3 separate regions of the Mus musculus genome follow, and all the other regions are linked to region 3. The links are chromatin contacts, called in public ChIA-PET and HiChIP or PLAC-seq maps. All regions are on one chromosome and are shown on one strand. The core of a region is the stretch at or near the end of the contact, and the rest is flanking DNA. Distances in the headings are between cores, read along the strand shown. Region 1 overlaps Gm31925 (a long non-coding RNA gene). Region 2 holds the start of 2810442N19Rik (RIKEN cDNA 2810442N19 gene). Region 3 holds the start of Prdx6 (peroxiredoxin 6).

Region 1 (3,304 bases), core at 147-2,646, 660 kb after region 3:
TAAAACCAGTCCATTTTCCCAAGGGATGAGATAATAACATGACTAAATCTATCATACTTAATTGCCTGCAAGAGATAAATACTTAGAGGTCAACAGGATGGCTCAATGTCCTTAAGCATCTGCCATCAACCTCAGTGAGATGAACTCGGTCTCTGGTGCCCCACGTGTTGGAAGAGAAGTGACTCCCACAGGTTGTCTTCTGACTGCCACACATGAACAGTGGCATTTGAGCCACTCCTACATAGAATAACTAAATAAATAAAATATAATTTAAAAGTGTTTTTAAAAGAGTTAAACAATAAGAATGGGGGCCCTCTGTACATGTTTACAAGAAAAATTGACTTTAGAAGAAACCTAAATAGAGTGAGTTCATTTCAGACCAAGTGCCCAACTTGGCTCATTACAGGGAAGTAGAATCAAAAAATGTCACTGCCTTTGATTAGGTGAATATACTGCTGCCTCTCTCTTCTTGTCTCACAAAATGCCTGAGATGAAAAATATATAACAAAAATATGAATTGAGGGCCAGGAGAGATGACTTAGGAGCTCAGAGTACTTGCTGCTCTTGTCCTTGAACCCAAGTTCAATGACCAGCACCCATATGGTAGCTCACAACGCTCCATAACTGCAGTTATAGAGGAATCCAGTACCCTCTTCTGAGTTCCAAAGGCATTGCATACATGTGGCACACTTACATATATAAAGGCAAAATACTTACACACATAAAACATAAAAATTTAAAAAATCTTTACAAAGAAATACCAGTCGAGACCCTTAAAATAAATAACACCCCCAACACACACGCACTGTGCAAGTATATGATTTTGACATTATTACTTGATAAGCTTATCATAGAAAACTCATGCTTGGAGAATCTTGCTGGTTATTTTGACATTAATTTCTGGCCAACATCTCCTTCCTTAATTTCTCTCTGTACGAACAGGTAATCGAGATACCCACCAATTCATGGAACCTCTAGTTCACTTTAAGACCGGAGTATCCTGACCTTTGATTATGTGATTATGTTAAAGCCCTGGCACAGTCTTCCTCTTTCTCTTCCTCCACTTTTCCTATTCTTAAAGAGATAGGTGACTTTCCTCTTTCCTACTCAGCGAACATCATCCACAAACAACTGTTGAAGACCTACATCTACTCAAACACTGCCGGGAGACAGCTGTTGGAAAGATTACCACCCATGCTTTTAAGGAGGACATGGGCTAATTCTTAATTCAATTCCTAACTTTTTGATGGAGACATACAAGCACACTTTAAAATATAATTGTGTCAATTTTTAAACATATGCACATAGACATTTCATACTGTAATATTACATGTGGTATGCTTTCTTCTGGTATCTTCTCTTTCATTTTCAATGATGCAGCATGTGACTCACTGCCGTCACTTCACAGTCAAGTACTGTGTCTTGACTTACGGTTTGGAAAACACTCTTGCTGAAATACGAGCAGTCATGTAAATGAGTAATTACATGACAACTGTACTTTCTATTGTTCATTGAAGTATCTATGGGACTCACATTACCTAGTTGGTGAAAGGTTTTGTGGTGGTAGAAACCATGATCTGTATCTCTCAGTATTCTTTCTCTACTCCGCACACATCCCTGGTGTAGTGTCTTGTATAGAAAATATAATGAGTAGATAATTGTTGATAACAGCCATATATTGTCATTGAATATGTTAATTGAGGGCTCTGAGAAATAGATCTTAGGGTTAGTGTGTTTAGGGAGATTTATGAGAGTCAAAGCCAGTGGGATGGGATACAGAAGAAGGTAGAGAGAGCATGCAGACTATGACTGCAGGCTTAACAACCGAGAAGGGGCAGAAGAAGAGAAAGAGAAAGAAGTGAGAAAGATCTTTGAACTGGAAGGAACACAGTTATGGTAAAGCCCCAGTCTAACTGACAGGCTGCTCTCAAGCCAGACTCTTATGGGGCAAGTACTTCACCTTACTTGGAATGCATCTGCCTTAATAGTCTCTACATGGCTCATCAGTGGCTGGGAACTGCTTGCAAGCCTGAGCATGCACATGCAAGGGAATCCTGAGAGCAGCAGTAGAGTTAAAATCTCTGTAGAGGTCTTGGTATGTGCTCAGGGCCACCACAGCATAACAGTGCTCTTCTTACAGACTAAGTTTCCTTTTAAGGTTAGAGCAAGTTGGTTAAAAATAAACAACAAGACGGATGCACCGTGTTCCTGCTTTGACCTTGTTCTGGTCCCCCACCCCCATCCCTCCTAGGCTGTAGAATCAAGTCTCCTTTGTCCTTTCTGCCCCAGGAGAAGCTTTAGGATACTATTATTCCAGTTAGTGTCCCACAGGGATGAGAAGAGGGTGAATGTTCTAGAAAATAAGTAAAGGGTGACCCATGAAAAAAACTGCTGACACCAGCAAGTGTCTGGGGAGAGTACTGTAGCTTCAATTGTAAATGCCTCACAGAGGCCTGTTTGTTAAAAGGCCTGGTCTCCAGAGTGGTAGTGATTGTGAGACATTGAAAAATGGGGTCTAATGAGAGGCCTTGAGGTCACAGAGGGATGTATCCCTGGGCAGGATAAAGGACTCCAGACCCTTCTACAACACTTTTGCTTCCTGGCAATGAGATGAGTAGTTTTGCTCTGGTGTGTGTTCTACCCCATGCTATAGTGCTTCACCAGAGACCAATAAACTACAGGACCACCGAGATAACTTTCCACACTGATTATTTCAGGCATCTGCTGTAGTAATAAAAAGCCCATTAATATAAGAGTTTGAATCTTGGGCTGAAGAGATGGCTCAGCTGTTAAGAGCACTGACTATTCTTCCGAAGGTCCTGAGTTCAAATCCCAGCAACTACGTGGTAGCTCACAACCATCCATAATGAGATCTGATGCCCTCTTCTGGTGTGTCTGAAAATAGCTGCAGTGTACTTAGATATAATAATAAATAAATCCTTTAAAGAGAGAGAGAGACAGAGACAGAGAGACAGAGAGAGACAGAGAGAGTTTGAATCTTAATATACCCACACCCAGAAACTTGTAAGTCATTCCTTATTAGTGACTCAGTTCTTCCCTTCCCCTCCCCCACACTGAAATTCACTGATGCCCATAAGGCAAATTTTGACACTTGCTAGGAGTCTCAACTCATGCTTTAATCCAAATGCCACAATCAATTAAGACAACCAGCCAACCAAACAATCTTTCTTATTTTTAACAGTCTGTGGAGCTAATGGAATAAACTGGGTACAAATTTATTCCTTGTGTTCTTTTTGTCTAACGTCTCAGGGGTAGAGTTGCCCATTGGGTCATCGCCGGAACA
Region 2 (3,627 bases), core at 395-2,894, 750 kb after region 3:
GGAGGCAAAAGGGATATTCGGTTGTAGACTAAGGCCATTTTCCTGATTATACTGAAAGCCAACTAAGGCCCTTCTCACGCTGTGTGCCTTTTTTGAAGTGGGAGATGGATCAGGATCTTACTGTGTGCCTCATGATGGCCTGAACTGGCTTTGTAGCCAAGGCTGGCCTTAAATTCATGATCCTCCTGCCTCAGCCTCAGCCTCAGCCTTGCAGGCTTATGGGGGGCTATAAGAGATCATGTCCACCTTTATTTTAGCTTGTCTCCGTTTCCAGACCTTTCCTTGAAGCTTTGGATATGTTTGTGGTAGAGTATCTAGGTTGGTTCAGTCTTCATTTTCTTCTCTCTCAGCTTCTATGTCATCCTTTCCACCAAAGAAAGGATGCTGCTTATTGGCGACTCTCATGTTGACCTGTGCATTCGTGGGGTTTCCGTAAGAGCAGGGAGGAGAGCCATTATACCTTGTTTCATTTTCTGGTGCTTAGATCACTCCCTGTGTGGGCAATTGGATCAAGAGGCTCAACGCTACCCCTGATGCTGAGACGTGGAGAAGTTGGCTAATTTCCCTTTTGATTATGCTCCGACCCCTGCTCCCCGCCCCCAGGGCCTGTGAATGGAATGGGTTCATGTGATTCATGGGAACCGATTATTCTGACTGAAAAACAAAGAGTGGATATTTCTCAGTGCTTGGTGGGAATGCTTAAAAATAAATTAGAGCATTTGGTATTTGTGGTTTTGCCTATCATGTGGCTCTGAAGCCTGAGGAGCAGCCAGATGCAAGGAATGAGGGAGCTGTGGTGTGGAGAGAGTCCCTGAATACCTCATGGCTTTCGACATTGCCCTGCGTTGGAGTTCTATTTTGGGCTAGTGCTGCCATGTGATCTAAACATGTAAATGCTCAAGTAATGTGGCGTCATTAAACATGTAGTGTCTCTCAGGCTCAGAGCCTTCCCAGAAACCCCCACTCTGGCCCTGACAACTCTAGCCTGACCAGAAGTGGAATATCCTTCTGGCAACAGCATTGGTGAGCCAGATGGAAACCATTTGGCAACTAAAGGGTGTAAATACGTGTTTAGATCCAGAGGTTTCCCCAGACAATGCATCCAGTATGTTTGGCATGGGTAGGCTAAGGAATGTCAGCGCCGGGCACTTAACAATTCTATGTTTAAGCATCGATAAATGCATGAGGAGCCAGCAGAGCCAACACGCGCTCAGCTGACTCCTTCCCTCCTTTCTTCCGCTGCTGCAGTTAGGCGTCCCAGGCACATTCACAGAGCAAGACGCTCCACTGACAAGTTTTAGTTTAAACTTCCTGTCTGCCGTGTAAGGTTTTTTTCTAAGTCTCACTTTTTAATCTCTCATAGTAGCCGGTGAGTTGGGGGAAAGGAAAAGAGGGAAATAAAGAAGCCTCCAGCAGCCTCTTCTTAAGAGTTTACTGCTGAGATAAAAGTTAGCTGTGAAAGAGGTGCAATTCATACACCGTGAGTCTCCGAGGCCTTGGAAAAATATCCCCTCTGACCAGGAATGCCTGAGCATGAAGCCTTCTTGAAAATCGCTTTTTCCTCCCAGCAAGGGCAATGAAAGAAACTTGAGCCCTAGCTAGCCTATGTGTGTCTGCAAGTCTGGATGTCTATTTACACATGGTAGAGCATTTCCCCGCTTTTCTCCGAGCTGACACCAGCTTGTATATAGGGACACTCGGTGGATTACAGCTGGTGACAGTTTACTGCTGACTGGCCACAGGAAAAATAATCGGAATCAATTACGCATTGTCCCTGGCCAGGGCCTCTGTCTTGGCTGTTGTCCTCTATCAATCAGGTGAACCCCAGGGCAGAACTGGGCACCCTGAGATGCAAAAGCGCTTGTCCTGCAGTGACGGAGCTTAGCGACTAAAGATCTCCAAAGGGAACAATGTCAGAGCTACTTGTTCTTGACACAAGACACGGAGGAAGCAGTTGTGTTTGCTTAACTGGAGGCCTGTCACCCGCTGCTTGGCTAACTGCAGTGTACGGTAGGAGGAGCTGTCTCCTGTCTGCGTTCGTGTTATTTGCGTTTTGCATGACGGGAATCTTTCCTAATTTCCCTTTTTGCTTTTACTTTCCTGCCACATAGGATATGTGGGAAAGATTCAGACCCAATGAAAAGAGAAAGGCAAACGTGAGTCTGCCTACACACCACCAAAGAGTTCACAGGTTCTGACCCGAGGAGACACCGGTAATGTATGTGGGCCTTGCCTAAACAGACCGCCAGGCATCTGAACTGTGGCCGAGTGGAAATGCCTGTGTAAAGTCGACTCTACTTCCTTAGTTAGGCCCAAGGAGGAAATCCCCAAAATAATTTGACTTTCACTTAAACCATATTGGAAACAGGACCTGAAGAGTGAAAGAAAACCTTTGACATTCGCCATTGCTTCCTTTCAGTGGACTAGTACATTGTCATAAGAATTGAAGCAGGATACTGGAATAAGAACCGTCATGTAAATAGATTGCACCTTTGGAGGTATATTTAATTAAAGTGGACACTTTTCTTTAGAGAACAGTGGTTTGAAATTTTAGTTTTATGACAACTAATGTTGAACCTGCAGCAGATTATTAATTACATTTGGAGGTCTCAGCACCAATTTATTTCTAATATCAAGGGTTGCCTCATGAGATACCTTGATTGTAAGAATTGTAAGAACAGCTTAAAGTTGTTCTGTCTTTAGCAATTATATTTTTGAGCTATAATATAGCTTGTTTTTCTTTTTTACTTTTAAATCTAGTTGTTGAAAAAAAAAACAAAACAAAAAACAAAAACAGTTCCCTGACAATCCAGACTGTCTGGGTATGATTTTTATTTTTTTCTGTAAGGAAGGCTGGCTAGTTAGGAGAACAGAGAGCTTGCCTCACAGCTGATGTCACAAATCGCAAGGTGATTTCACCACTTGTCCAAATGACACTTGGCTGCTAAAAACACCACAGTTTTAGAGAGCTGTCGAGGAGAGGAGAGGGTAAGTCAGGATGTTTCCGTGTGTGACCGCAGGGGAATGACTCCCAGGCTAGTCACACGGGTTGCTTAATTTCCATGTACTCTGAGCCCCTCGACTTCAAGGCTCGACAGCTTCCTCCTTCACGGCACCAAACCTTGATGTGAGGAACGCAAAGATAGAAGAATGATGGGTTGGGGTTTGTCCTGGCTTGAAATCTAGGGAACTTGCTTACAAAGATGAATAGAAACCTCAAATAAAACAAGGAGACTTTATACACCAAATAGAAAGAAAGGATGCTGTGCTAACTGTAACTTACAACAAATAAAATGTGTGAAAGAGTTGGGAGTTACGGTTAGGCAATGCAAGGCCATCAGAATCAGAGACCAAACATTTAAAACGAAATTATGATGAAAACCAATGGGCCTTAACTTTTGTAATATAGGGCATCAATTGTTTTGGAAAGGGGCCATGTACATCTTTCTGCAAGCAGTGTGCTCTGGTAAGTCAAAGAAACCATGGAAGACACCATGGAGGAGCTCTGGGTGAAGTCTTAGTGCTGCCCTGGGCCTATGTACACACCATGGGGGCTTTGTCTTCCTTGCAAGGCTCACAAGAACATCACTTAAAGGATCAGTTTTTGATTTCGGTCAGATGGGTTGA
Region 3 (3,626 bases), core at 1,057-3,556:
GCTCCCTACCCTTTGGAGAAATTCAATGGCATTATGCCATTTCCTTCCTCATTTTCAAAAGACAAAAGGTTTCCTCCCTCTAACAGAATCGTCTCTCCTACCAGAAAACCTGTGGCACAGGTGTTTTGATCAGTGAGGAACCCTGGGATATATAAGATGCTCTTCCACATCCACAGACCATACAAACCTACTCAAACCCACTCAAACCCACACGGCTCCCCAAACCTTCAGCTGTTTCTAATTATCAGGGGGTTAAGTAATGCTTAAAGTTCATTTTCCTTTTCTCCTCCAAAGGATCTTTGAGTCTGTCAGGGGCAAACTGACTTGCGATCATCTACAGAACAGAGTTTGGAAACACTAGTCAAATCCCTTGTATTAGAAATGACACACAGGGTGGAAAAGTCCTTCTCGGTTATTGCAGGCGTATCATGACTTATGTTTGTTCATAAATTTACCTCATCTTAAGATGCCACTTCATCTGCTTATTTAGTTGCTATTTAGGGACAAAGCCTCACTAAGTTGGCTTGGCCTTGAAGTTAGGATCTTCCCAACTGTCTCCTCAGCAGCTGGAATAAAACAGTTGCATCCAGATCTAGATCAATAAACAATCCCTAAGATTCCCGCCCCCGACTCTATAGTGTGGCTATCTTCACAGCACACGCGCTTTAGATTCATATTTATCTCTCATCCTTACAGATGAAGCGCTCCAGCAAGCCCTCACATTTCCTGGGGGTGTGGGCTGCAGACAGGAATGGGAAGGAACACTGTGTAAATCGTTGGCAGTCTTGGATAAATATTAACACTAGATTTTGAGTGATGAGTCTGGCTGGCATGCTTATTTTTAGACTTTTCTCCTGCAAGGCCTGAGGGTTCCATTTGCTACTTCTTCTAGTCTACCTTTCTCTTTTAAAAGCTCTGCTTCCCCTTAGTCAGGAGGAGCCAAACTCACCTCAGGAAAGATTCTCTAATGCTTCCTTTCCTGCCTGGTCACGGAGTAGTTTCATAAACTGCTCTGTCCTCACGTACATACATACATACATACATACATACATACATACATACATACATACTAGATACGAAAAGGACACAGACAGACCCAAGAGTTTGTTTATTCAGTGTCATTGGGCACTGAAACTCCAGAACCACAACATAGCCTGACGCGTATGCAAAAAGCGGACTGAAACTAAGCATCTTACAATGTGTGCATTCAGGAGCTGTAAAACTAAGACAAAATCGGTGCATACCTAGCCACTGTGGCCACCACTGTTGTTATCAGCAGCAAGGCCAGGCGCTGATGCAAAGCAGAGGGGGAGGGGACCACTGGGAAACAAAAGAGTCTCCAAGTGGGGAGGCACACGTGTCCTAGCCTTGGAATGGCCTAGAGTGGCAAAATGGTCGCAGCCTTTCCCTCAAAGCATTGCTTCTTCTAGAATCACGGTCACGCCTACAGAGTGTTTCTGGGTGCTCCCAAAGCTGTTACATATAATCTTATTTTTGACCTCTGAAGGAGGCTCTGGACAAAAAGTCTTTTGGCTACTTACTTGGCACCGTAGTTTTGTTTTGTTTTTTAATTCAGAAGTCCGCAAACACTCCCCGAAGTTAAGAGGAACCCAGATAACGTCGGGACAGCCCTTAATTTGTGGCTGTGTGCTCTAACTTTGACCTTAGGCACCCACCTTCCGCAAGGTACAACTTCTAGAGCGGCAGGAGGGCGGGCAGTGCGACCCTGGGCAAGCGTCCCGGGAAATGACCTCAAACACCGAGCAACCCTGCCCCACCTCCCCTGGGCTTTCAGATCGACCCCGACACAAACCCAACACTGTTTACAAAACCAGGTTAAACAGACAACAAACCGTCCTCGGCAAGGACCTCCTTTCCCATGCCAGGCCAGCCACGCTGGGTCAGGGAAGGATCCGCTGATCGGCGTAGGGCCGGGCAGAGGTCGCAGGTCCCCAGCAATGCCCGGTGATGCTCGGCAGGACCCCGGCGGCGGGCACGTGCGGGAACCGGTGAGGGGCTAAGCCAGAGACCCGCCGCGGCCGAGCGCAACCCGGAAAGAAGCGAGGCAGGTAGCTCTGGGGACCCGTCACCTGGCAGGGCAACGCGGTGGCCACTTACGAATCTCCCAGGAAATCGTGGAAGCGGATGCGGCCGATGGTGGTATTGGCCTCAAAGTTGGGGGCTTCGTCCCCGAGAAGCAACCCTCCGGGCATGGCGGCAGTGGTGACGCTGAGAACAAGGAGGCGCAGCCGCAGCAGTGAGCAGCGGGCGGGCTCCTGCGGAGACCTAGATCAGTGCTGGCCGAGTGGGCGGGGCTGGGGCGGGGCTGGGGCGGGGTGGGGCGACCGCGAGTCTGGCGGCTGCGGTTCTTCACGTGGAGCTTGCAGGCAAGGGAGATTCTGGAGCTAAAGAAGGCCACGTGCAATAGGAAGGAAGCGCAAGACCGAGAATTGCGGGGACTTGTAGATCTGGCGGCTCTGCAAAGATGCTCTAGGAGAAGGCGGAATTAGCGCAAATCCTCTGACATTCTCACCCCTGTTGGACTTACAATTTAGAGGTCTTGGGGTATAGCCCTCTTTTACTATGAGCATCTAGTAGTTGGCTGAATGACTGACTACTCAGCCAACCTGGGTTTCAGAAGTTTTTCAGGATGTGGCAAGAACCAGACTTGTGACGTGGGCTAAGTCAGAGGAAGTGGCTTTCTTATTGCAGCAAACATTCTGTACCAATGTCAATAAGAGGGCAATGGAAAGAACCGTTTTTTTTTTTTTTTAAATTTTGCCTCCCCATTCCTGGAGTTCCTTATAAAATGCTCAACACATTATTCCTAAAGTTTAAATATAGGTTTCACAACAGGCTTCTTGAGATCGAGTGTATGCAAGTGAATTCCCACCTGAAGAAATGGGACATTTTGATCCACTGACTTCCTATTTCCTAAGCACAAAGTGGAGAAAGATGCCTGCCCTTATTAGAGACAGATGGCAGACATTCTGCACAGAAACCAGAATCTGTTAGAAGCTCAGCCTGGTGATCGCAAACCAGAAACCCCAACTACTCTGGAGAAAGGAGAAGGACTGTAAATTCTGAGCTACAGAGGAAGTTCAAGGCCAACCTGGGGAACTTAGAGTCTGTCTCAAAATAAAGGGGAATGAGGAAGCAGGTGTGCGGCAGGATGCTTGACTGGAGTGTGGGAGGCCCTAGGTCCAATCGCCAGCGCTAAGGTGTGGTGGAGGACAATGTATTAGAAAGCCCCGAGTCCTAGCTGGAGAAACTAAAGCGAGTTTATGTAAGTTAAGTGAGGCTACCTGGAGGTCAGCTTCAGATTGTGTGGCCCAGCCTGGGGAAGCCTGCAGGACAGTAGACTACTTAGAACATGGCAGGTGCTCTCAGAGTGGTAGCTATTATTAGATGACACAATTCACGCAGTAACTCTCACTTTCCTTATTGCTAGCTAGACACCGTGCGAGGCCTGATGTGAGACATAGTCCCAGCTCTTACAGGAAAAGTGCAGTTATGATATCATGTAAGGTGATATGGACAGGGGAGCTGTGAGTGTTTGTTGTTCGGTGTGAGGAATCCTCTGGAACAGACTCAACGGATTTAAAGGAAAGCGTGTGGCGGTGCTG

What was found. ChIA-PET counts read pairs in DNA pulled down with a chosen protein or histone mark. HiChIP or PLAC-seq counts read pairs in DNA pulled down with a chosen protein or histone mark.
Region 1: a contact with region 3 is called in an RNA polymerase II ChIA-PET map of memory CD8 T cells, with 34 read pairs. The contact joins the enhancer-like site here to the promoter of Prdx6 in region 3. A contact is called at or near these places in 4 of 39 promoter capture datasets (the 3T3-L1 cell line, hematopoietic stem and progenitor cells and pre-B cells), 5 of 115 datasets of contacts at active chromatin or transcription factors (effector CD8 T cells, embryonic stem cells, large pre-B cells and 1 more) and 2 of 9 other capture datasets (adipose tissue and liver).
Region 2: a contact with region 3 is called in an H3K4me3 HiChIP or PLAC-seq map of bone marrow-derived macrophages, with 8 times the contacts expected there. The contact joins the promoter of 2810442N19Rik here to the promoter of Prdx6 in region 3. A contact is called at or near these places in 2 of 115 datasets of contacts at active chromatin or transcription factors (bone marrow-derived macrophages and large pre-B cells).

Annotation. Positions count from the first base shown.
Region 1 is chr1:161,905,870-161,909,173 of GRCm38.p6, forward strand. All of the region lies in intron 2 of Gm31925 (a long non-coding RNA gene), which reads left to right. Among named protein-coding and RNA genes, the nearest start is that of Gm31925, 11 kb to the left of the region's middle. Within about 2 kb of position 1,397, at least 46 of the 459 cell types and tissues checked have an H3K27ac peak or open chromatin away from gene starts, as enhancers often do. A contact at or near this core is called in effector CD8 T cells and memory CD8 T cells, where this site is marked.
Region 2 is chr1:162,003,325-162,006,951 of GRCm38.p6, forward strand. 2810442N19Rik (RIKEN cDNA 2810442N19 gene) reads left to right here and starts at 1,645. Exons shown (of 3, transcript NR_040562.1): 1 at 1,645-2,010; 2 at 2,112-2,498. All of the region lies in intron 20 of Dnm3 (dynamin 3), which reads right to left.
Region 3 is chr1:161,248,904-161,252,529 of GRCm38.p6, forward strand. It overlaps Prdx6 (peroxiredoxin 6), which reads right to left and starts at 2,307. Exons shown (of 5, transcript NM_007453.4): 1 at 2,119-2,307. The coding sequence starts at 2,213.